Regions from separate parts of the Danio rerio genome. Here regions 1 and 2 are each linked to region 3. The links are chromatin contacts, called in public Micro-C maps. All regions are on one chromosome and are shown on one strand. The core of a region is the stretch at or near the end of the contact, and the rest is flanking DNA. Distances in the headings are between cores, read along the strand shown.

The links. A called contact is a pair of places that touch in the nucleus more often than the background predicts.
Region 1: a contact with region 3 is called in a Micro-C map of caudal fin, with 5 times the contacts expected there. The contact joins the enhancer-like site here to the promoter of erc1b in region 3. A contact is called at or near these places in 2 of 18 Hi-C or Micro-C datasets (caudal fin and hematopoietic stem cells) and 1 of 4 datasets of contacts at active chromatin or transcription factors (caudal fin).
Region 2: a contact with region 3 is called in a Micro-C map of caudal fin, with 6 times the contacts expected there. The contact joins the promoter of optn here to the promoter of erc1b in region 3. A contact is called at or near these places in 1 of 18 Hi-C or Micro-C datasets (caudal fin) and 2 of 4 datasets of contacts at active chromatin or transcription factors (caudal fin and embryo).

What each region holds. Positions count from the first base shown.
Region 1 is chr4:8,539,691-8,542,834 of GRCz12tu, forward strand. All of the region lies in intron 24 of wnk1b (WNK lysine deficient protein kinase 1b), which reads right to left. Among named protein-coding and RNA genes, the nearest start is that of si:ch211-240l19.5, 11 kb to the left of the region's middle. Within about 2 kb of position 1,806, at least 7 of the 62 cell types and tissues checked have an H3K27ac peak or open chromatin away from gene starts, as enhancers often do. A contact at or near this core is called in caudal fin, where this site is marked.
Region 2 is chr4:8,501,822-8,505,155 of GRCz12tu, forward strand. It overlaps optn (optineurin), which reads left to right and starts at 1,329. Exons shown (of 14, transcript NM_001100066.2): 1 at 1,329-1,516.
Region 3 is chr4:8,699,302-8,702,573 of GRCz12tu, forward strand. It overlaps erc1b (ELKS/RAB6-interacting/CAST family member 1b), which reads left to right and starts at 1,950. Exons shown (of 21, transcript XR_012401815.1): 1 at 1,950-2,135. It overlaps LOC141381588 (a long non-coding RNA gene), which reads right to left and starts at 2,906. Exons shown (of 5, transcript XR_012401884.1): 1 at 2,121-2,906; 2 at 1,913-1,987.

The DNA.
Region 1 (3,144 bases), core at 556-3,055, 160 kb before region 3:
TTTATGTAATTAAAATAAAAATACTTTATTTTTCTAAAAACATTTTCATATTGTTTATTAATAATAATTAATTTAAAACCTGTAAAAGCTTTGTACTTATTTTTTTTTTTGCTTATTCTGAAGCACAGATTCTCTCAAATCATGCAGACGTAGAGCTAAATCTGCAATCTGAGAAACAAACCCTAACAATTAATCAATTTCAGCTACTTTGCCCAAACAATATACTTGTATTACAGGTTAATGATGTAATGTAACAATATACATTTTTTATACAGGTTCTAGAGATCAACAAAATAAAACTCTCGCTGTTTTTAGTGGGTTTGAAGATTTTAGACCTTTTTAAAAGGAATTACTACTGTTCATAACAAAAGTCCAGTGTTTATTCTATGGCAGAGATGCTTAAAGTAGGAACCGCGGGCGAAAGTTAGCGCATTGTAACCTTTGATTTGGCCCACCATCGCATCTAACAGAAAAATCGAGGGAGGGGGTGGGGGAGAGTACATTTTCTAATTTGACATAACCTTTTTTGTTTCTTTTATTTATTATTTAATATTTTTATTTATTATTTTTACATATTTATAAATGCAAATACTGCCACTCAACAGATTGACTACACAGAAGACATCGACTAGCAAATCAAGGCAAAAACTGGTGTAATTTTGTTATAAACGAGGTTTCGTTTTTACTGTAATAATATATATATATATATATATATATATATATATATATATATATATATATATATATATATATATATATATATAAAACTTTATTAGTTAATATAAAACAATGTTTTCTAGTCATTTTTAACATTATAAAATAAATTTGGAAATTACAAGTCAACTATAATTACCTTCAGCCCACTAGCCTCAATTGAAGTTTGGTTTTTGACACTTATTAACAAAAAGTTTGGGCACCCCTGTTCTGTAGTCTCTTCTTGTTGAAGCATACAATTTATTTAGTTCAGTTCCTCAGATGAAAAGCTATAAATGATCTTCAAATTTGCTCTGAAATAAATCATCTTAAAACATTTTTTTTGCAGTGCATGCATCATTTAAAGCTATGAAGTCTTAAATTTAAAAGTACACATATTTTAACAATTTGAAGCCCTTCGACTGTAAATTAAGCCTTTTTAACCTTCTTTTAAATAGAGTTGAATGAAATCTTAAACATTTAATACAGATTATGCAAAGGGTATGCAAAACATCGGAGCACAACTGCATATATAATGTCATGTGTATATATAAAAACAAAAGTCATGGCAGTGAGGCCCTATCGAGCACCTGGGCGTCCGCTCTGAGGCTAAAGTGACACTTTTATCACTCTGACTCCAACCTGCAAAACAGGTCACGATGACAGCGTTAAAACACCATCTCTGACTTTCCATTACAGCACAATCGCAGTGCTCTGCTTCAGCATGGACTTCATTAACATGCTTGCTTGCGTTCTTGCAACACAAGAGGGAGCAAAAGGCTGTTGAAACGGCAAAAGGATTCACTATAAGCTCTGGTATTAGTTTCAAATGAACTGCAATGACTCAAAATTCATGGAGGAGGCTAAACAGATTTGACAGCTGCTATTCAGATATGTTTGATAAGCACTAGTATCTTGAGCATCAGAGCATTAAATAAGCCTCTTTCTGAACACCAAGCATTGCAGTGAAGATTATATGGTACTTATTTAGCAAAAGTAGCTGTGTTAAATGATGATAAATTGGCAAAAATGAGTGGGAATGCCTCAGCTCCTTCATTAGACACTTCACTGTCATGACTAAGAGATTACAGTCTTTCAACATGCACTGCTATAGGCTGATTGGTCCATTTGTCTATGCATGTGTGTTGAGTAACAAAGAGCTGATGCATTTAGAGAGGAACTGTAAGTCAAAAATGAAACTGATGAGAAGAAAAAAAAAAAAGAGAGCACATTTTCAAAGTCAAATCTTGCATGGTTACTTAAAATATCTTGCCAACTACCCAGGCAGCCACCCGGTGACACATATAAGACCTGTTAGGATGGTAAACACGGCCCTTTCCTGAAGGCAGCAACAGAAGGGTGACACATCGCGCAGAGGATAAAGCACCAAAAGGTATTTTTGGGCGATAAAGCTCAGGGCAAGCCATGCTTTGAAAGAGAGCAACTCCTTTTCAACCATGCTGGTGCTGGTGCCAAAGCCGGTACTCAAATTGATCTGATTGCATTTCCACTGATGGAAAAGTATCAAAACTGAAGTGTATGTACAGTAGGTGTGATGGAATTTGTTGTGGGTTTTGTATATATTATTTATAATATATACTTTTTATTTATATGAATATTGGACTGCAACTTTAAGATATAGTTAAAAAGCGAGCAAATAAATTAGAATGATCTAAATAAAAATACATTAGTATAACAAATTTATTTTAATATAATATTAATTAAAATATATATATTAGGTGCAAATAATTGGCCAAAATAATAATAATAATAATAATAATAATAATGATAATAATAATATTAATAACAATAATAATGATATTAATATTAATAATAATAATGATAATAATAATAATGATAATAATGATAATAATAATAATAATAATGTTAGAATAAATATCTAAACCTATAGATTTGCCGTCTACAGATTGAAATGGCTATGCAGCAGCAGCAGCACCACCTGTTGGAAATGGAGTAAGGGAAAAGCTCCACACACACAGCTTGACTTCAGCATTTACTGGATGACCTCCATTCACTTGGTTCAATAATATGACAGCGTCTTCATATCCCATCTGCGGAAACCCACTGTTATAAGTGCCAAGCGTGAGCTCAATACGGCGGCTTGCGCATTTGTACAGTGATTAAGCCTTGTGCACAGCGAGGGAGAAAATCAGCCAGGCCTCATTATTCCCTGGTAATGGGCGAGAAGCTCCATTTCAACAGGATGAGGTCGATGTGCAGTAAGCGGGATGAGTCTTAAGGGGATAAGCAGGAGTGCAGGAGGGAGTCTGAGGCTTGTGTTTGTAATGGGATGAGAGCTCAGACGGGTCCATTTAGAGTGCATTAGGCTGAGTGCGGCGTCGTTGCGCAGCCGAGAGTGACGATCATTACAACACATGCAAGTTCAGTAAATGCCTTACTTTAGGGATGCACAATATTATCAGAATGCTT
Region 2 (3,334 bases), core at 79-2,578, 200 kb before region 3:
CATCATTTCGTCATGCACCTTGGAATTATACGGTTCTATCTGTGTTCTGAATGATTGAGATATTGAGCTTTAAAGTTTTTGCATTCCATTTAGCAAACAGTATGTGGGTACCATTTGTTTTCAAAATAAAACATCTTAAAATGTAGACAACTTGTAAAAAAAATCCCATAATGTAAATAAGGTGTCATTTAATAAAAATATGTTAATAACTCAATTTTGACAAAAAAAGTCACATAACCTTATAATTCTAAGTCAAAAAGTCAACCTTATAATTCTAAGGTGACGATTTATATAAATAACTCTGTATGTATACTGTAACAGACCACCGACTGTGAGAATTCACTTTACACCAAAACTGCTGAATTCAATAAGCTAAATTGGCTGTATTGTAAGTGTGTGAATGATTGTATGGTTGTTTCCCAGCACTGGTTCGCAACTAAAAAGGCATTCGCTGAGCAAAACATATGCTGAATAAGTTGGCAGTTCATTCCGCTGTGGTGACCCCTGATGAATAAAGGGACTAAGCCTAAGGAAAATGAATGAATAATTATGTTTTTAGTGCATGATCACTTTTTTATTATTTAATAACTACAAATCAGAATAAGAATGCATTTGATGGATGATGGATCATGCATTTAATATCCCTGAAAAGTATTAGGCCTTCCTCAAAGTTTTATTTGGACACTAAAAAGGACGTCCTTGACCCATGTGCATTTAGATCTGTTTCTGTGGCTCCATCTAGTGCACAAACAAAGTCAATACATTCCATGAAAATTCAATGCATCCTCATTTCATTATCTTACAAATACTAATGATTGTGTATTAAAATACCATAACTGCACTGCTCCAATTAGTATTTTGGTCTTTGTATTTGATCATCTTCTCTATTTTATATATCCATGTTAGTTTATTGATTTTTTTAATTATTGTATAATAATTGTATATATGTCGTACAGTGACCTTGAGTTTCTTGAAAGACGCTTTGAATAAAATGTATTATTATTGCTATTATTATTTTTATTATTATTATTGTTATTATTATTATTATTATTATTATTATTATTATTATTATTATTATGTTTTCTGTATTGAAGCACATTATGCCAAAGCTATTTATAAAAGTTATGGAAAGAAAGTGCCAGGCTTTTTTTTTTCACCCACAGCATTTCCACATAAATAGGAAATCATGATGACTGTCATACTAAAATCAATATAGGGGTCTCGAAAAGCCCCTCGATTCGGCCTATATCTGAGTGCGTCACGCGGAATGACCTCAGCAGGGAAATCCCGTCCGCGTCATGACGCACTCCGTCAGCTGATTCAATGCAGTGAATGGAAGCAGCGCTACAGTAGATCCATATGAAGGTGGATAGACATAAACCTGTGTCAGGCTGACTGTAACGCACCAATCATTCTTGATATCATATATGTGCGTTTAGCGCTTTCCACTGACGTTTGGATCAGGAAGAGCAGCATTTCCCAAAACAAGTTGCTGTACACAAGACGCGATCGCCTGGTGAGTATGACAGTGCTATTAAATGCAAAAAGTTATTTAAAACTTGACATAAACGAATATCAATATATATATTGCCTATAATATGCGGCGCACTTATGAAACACATTGGAGCGGAGATTAACTATTATTTAATTTCTATCGCAAATGTCCTTGTTAACTTTCGTTTTCTCGTGACCAATTGTCTTGTGAAACGTCTCGGTGAGATTTTGTAACTGTCAGAATTTAGATAAGCGGACAGTCTCATGAGGAAACCTGAGTAAAGCATTGTTTACCACTCATGTATGTGTGTTTCCACATGTTCCCCAAATGACAGATTATAGAGAACTGTTTCGTGATCTTATCGCACTCTTATGAAGTAGTTTGGAGCTACAAAATAGCTTTGAATGGCCTTCTTTACTCATAGTGCCAATCTTTCAAAGCATCTATCCGAAGTTCGAGTAAATCCATATTTGATTAGTCAGCGAATAACACCACTTTATATCACCTTATATACAATGCAATACTTTCTCCATACGCGTCTGCACACAGCAACCTGTATATTTATAACAAATCTGTACATACAATTCAACATCCAGATGTTTTTGACCAACTGCATCTCTGTTTAATGTTTATTGTCTTTTATTTATATTTATTTTCGTGTTGTCACTTTATGTACACTGGATGCTTCTGTAGCCAAAACAAATTCCTTGTGTGTGAACTGAAGCACACTTGGCAATAAAATTAATTCTGATTCATATTGGCGTAAAGTTGGTTTAATATTCGCACTTCTTTCTTAATAATGTAATTTTAGAAAAATATTCTTTGAAAATTCTAAATATCATATTTGCAGCCAATGACTATCAAAGTACAACATTGTTCACAATTAAATAATTAGTGCTAATCTTGTTTTTAAGTCATACTTGCATGCAATTTTAGACCGAATATTAAAAGTAGCTTGGAAAAAACAATATAGGGAGGCTGTCACAAGTTTTCAGTGTTCAACAATGAATCAATGTGTGAATATAAAACCAACATCTGACCAGAGGAGAAATGGTCGTGCCCAACTGAGCCTGGTTTCTCTCTAGTTTTTCTTTTTCCTTCACTTTCGTCAATTGGTGAAGTTTATTCCTCAGCACTGACTCGCTTGTTTTGGGAGTTGTGCTCTTCAGTGTTTGGACTTTAAGTGAAATTAACCCACACTGACCTGAACTAAACTGAACTTCAACTCTGAAAACTGGACTGACACTGTTTCAATTTACAGGAAGACACAATCTACATTGTAAAAGCGCTAAAGAAATAAACATGAATTGAATTGAACTTTTCCTTTAATGTGAATCACTAAATGATTAGATCAACTGACTGAGCAAACTAGCATCAGCACATACTTTGCAGGATAGTCTTAATATCACTGCATATTTAGCATGAAAAACATGTTAACAGGATCATAATGCATGTTAGTGTTTACCACTTGTAAATTGCTGAACACAATAACTAAGCATTATATAATTCCTGTTGGTATTTTTAAAATGCAAAAGTAATGTTTATAGATACCTTTCGAATAGATTATTTTGGTTTATTGTAAAATATTAAAATTCTATTCATATTTTAAAGTTATTTTAAGCATATATTTGCCTGTTTAAGTTGAAAGGGCACCTATTATGCAAAAACCTCATTCATAAGGGGTTTAAACACAGTTGTGTTGCAACAGTGCGTAAATATATCCAGCCTCTAATAGTAAAAATGAATTAAATATGTTTTAAATAATCACACTTGATAAAAACAGTCTGTCAAAACACTTTGATTGACATTCCCCCTTTGTACATGTCATCAGAGGGGGAA
Region 3 (3,272 bases), core at 700-3,199:
TCTAGTCTAATATTATTTACTGTCATCATGGCAAAGAGAAAATAAATCAGTGTCAGTCTGTCTATCTATCTATCTATCTATCTATCTATCTATCTATCTATCTATCTATCTATCTATCTATCTATCTATCTATCTATCTATCTATCTATCTATCTATCTATCTATCTATCTGTCTGTATATCTATCTATCTATCTATCTATCTATCTATCTATCTATCTATCTATCTATCTATCTATCTATCTATCTATCTATCTATCTATCTATCTATCTATCTATCTATCTATCTATCTATCTACCTAATTAACCTGGTGAAGAATTTACATGTCACTTTAAGCTGTATAGAAGTTTCTTGAAGCATATCTAGTCTAATATTATTTACTGTCATCATGGCAAAGAGAAAATAAATCAGTGTCAGTCTGTCTATCTATCTATCTATCTATCTATCTATCTATCTATCTATCTATCTATCTGTCTGTCTGTCTGTCTGTTTGTCCGTCCGTCCGTCCGTCCGTCCGTCCGTCCGTCCGTCCGTCCGTCCGTCTATCTATCTATCTATCTATCTATCTATCTATCTATCTATCTATCTATCTATCTATCTATCTATCTATCTATCTATCTATCTATCTATCTATCTATCTATCTATCTATCTATCTATCTATCTATCTATCTATCTATCTATCTATCTAACAAACGTACAAATAGATAAAATAAGTATATAAATAAATAATTGGCAATATTTTATGCCTGTATTATTTTCTAGCAGCATATGATTCTGTTCATATGATTGATGGTGTGAAAATTTCAAGTTAATTTTTATTTAATACACATTTACACACACACACAAGTATTTTATGAACATTAAATATAACTAAATGTTATAACAAATATTTACTAATTATGTATATGTAATATATTATAATTATTATAATTACTATATTCACATTTATCATTTATTATTCACAGGAGGGAGAACAGTACAGTATGTGTGTGTGTGTGTGTGTGTGTGTGTGTGTGTGTGTGTGTGTGTGTGTGTGTGTGTGTGTGTGTGTGTGTGTGTGTGTGTATGTATATATATATATATATATATATATATATACACACACACACACACACACACACACACACATACATATCCATATATATAAATTATTATAATTATTGTATATTACATAAAAACAATTATTACACATTTATTATAACATTTAATTTAAAACAATACAATTAAATATTTAAATTTTAAATGTAAATATGTTTTCCCAGTGATGGGTTGCAGCTGGAAGGGCATCCGCTGCGTAAAACATATGCTGAATAAGTTGCCGGTTCATTCTGCTGTGGCGACCCCAGATTATTAAAGGGACTAAGCCAAAAAGAAAATGAATAAATGAAAATATTTCTAAAATGATTTTGTGTATATTTATGAAATAATAAAATAACTTTTAATTTTCACACCATAAATCATGAACAGAATATACACACCTCACAAATGTCTCTCTCTAGATTCATATTTTCTAAAGGATGTATTTGTGTAAGGTCCAAGTACTAGTACTTGGCCAAGTACTAGAATTAGTACAGTAAAATTTAAATTTTGGAGAAAAATAAATATATTTTTATTAAACAGGAAAAATCAAGAGAAACATTAAAGAAATGGTTGAAAATGTGTAGTTTGTAATTGTTGTTTGCAATAATTCTTTAATTTAAATGTATTATCTTTCTATTCCTTAAGATGAGGTGACCTAACTCTTACCCTGATGAATATAAATTAAATTTTTTTTTTTAAATGTTTAAATTGAGAAATCTTAATTTTCAAAAGGGGTACACTCCTTTATGCTGACCACTGTGAACTTAGAAGAATATAACCAGCACTTCACCCAGCCTTAATGGTGTCACTTCGCATAAGCTCGTGCACATACCGCGGTCATGGAGGCCAGTGTCGGGCGCGCGCATCCCGGTTCGTTACGTCACTTGAAGCGCCCTGGCTCTTAGATCTGGCAAAGAGAGGAAGAAAACGACAGAAGTCTCTAAAACAGGGCTTTCCCCTCCGTTACCAGCTCTCAAAGTGATAACGGTCCATCTACAACACTACACACAGGCACAGCCATCTCACCAAACCGGACTAACCTCTTGTAGAAGAAGGTAAGGAGCTTTTCAAAGTGATTTTTCCACAGCTGAAGAGTCTGCTCGGACACAGCCCATTGATAGTGTGGGATTATATGGAGATATATCGGTATATTGCATAATGACAGGCTATATTCGTCCGTATGTGTCCGGACAAACTAAAGGGAAGGTAAATAAACCCGAGATTTCTCAATATGCGCACGAGTGACTCTTCAAATGAAACGCTGTTGCGCCAGCAGGCAATGGAGGAAAAGGAGGAGGGAAAAGAAGGAGAAATACACACACATTCCGTGTTAGGGAGCAGGCAGAGAGTCTCTTTCCATCGCAAGGTTTATGAGTCGACATACACGGACAACCTGGACTCTATTGTGTGGTAAAAGCCGTTGAGAATCCGTCCTAAGCTCCAGCCCAGGCGGTGTCAAGAGGAAGCCCTGTGACTACATGTGCATTTCGCACTTTCATTCCTGATTTATTAGCTTGTCCCTGTGTGAAGCAGGTTTAAATTGTCCGCGAGACGGCTACGGGATTGAATAGTAATTGTTACGAAGTCTCTCCTCACTCTCTGTGACGTCAGCAGGAAAATATGTATCGGTTACAAAATATCGCGGACGCGTAGAATAGTTACAAAGTATCTCCTCGCCGGGAAAATGTTTAGCTAAACTCCAAAGCTAGTGTTTATTGTTGCGCAAAACAAACCTTAAACACACAACAGCTTTGTTTGAAAGCAGAGGATGTTGTTATGGAAGTAGTTTAGTCGAGGGTCAGTCTCGTTTGTAGCTAATGTTGATTGGCTCCGGTGTGTAGAATCCAATAAAGCCCCTCCCTTAATTTTTTGGGGGTAATTAATACACAGAATTTATTACACTAGTTTTGCTTTTCAGTACTAATACCTAAACAATTTTAAATTTAGACACTTTATTTGAAGGGACTTTATTATTATTATTATTATTATTATTGTTGTTATTGTTGTTATTGTTATTATTATATTTATTATTATCCTCAACTATGTGGACACCTATTCATTGTACATATCACTGTCAATTTTACATTGTCGTTGTATTTGCACTGTCTGGATTTTGCCATGTCGTTGTAATTGCACTGTTTGTATTTTGTACTGTCTGGAGCCAGCACCTAAGCTTTTCACTCATCATAGCA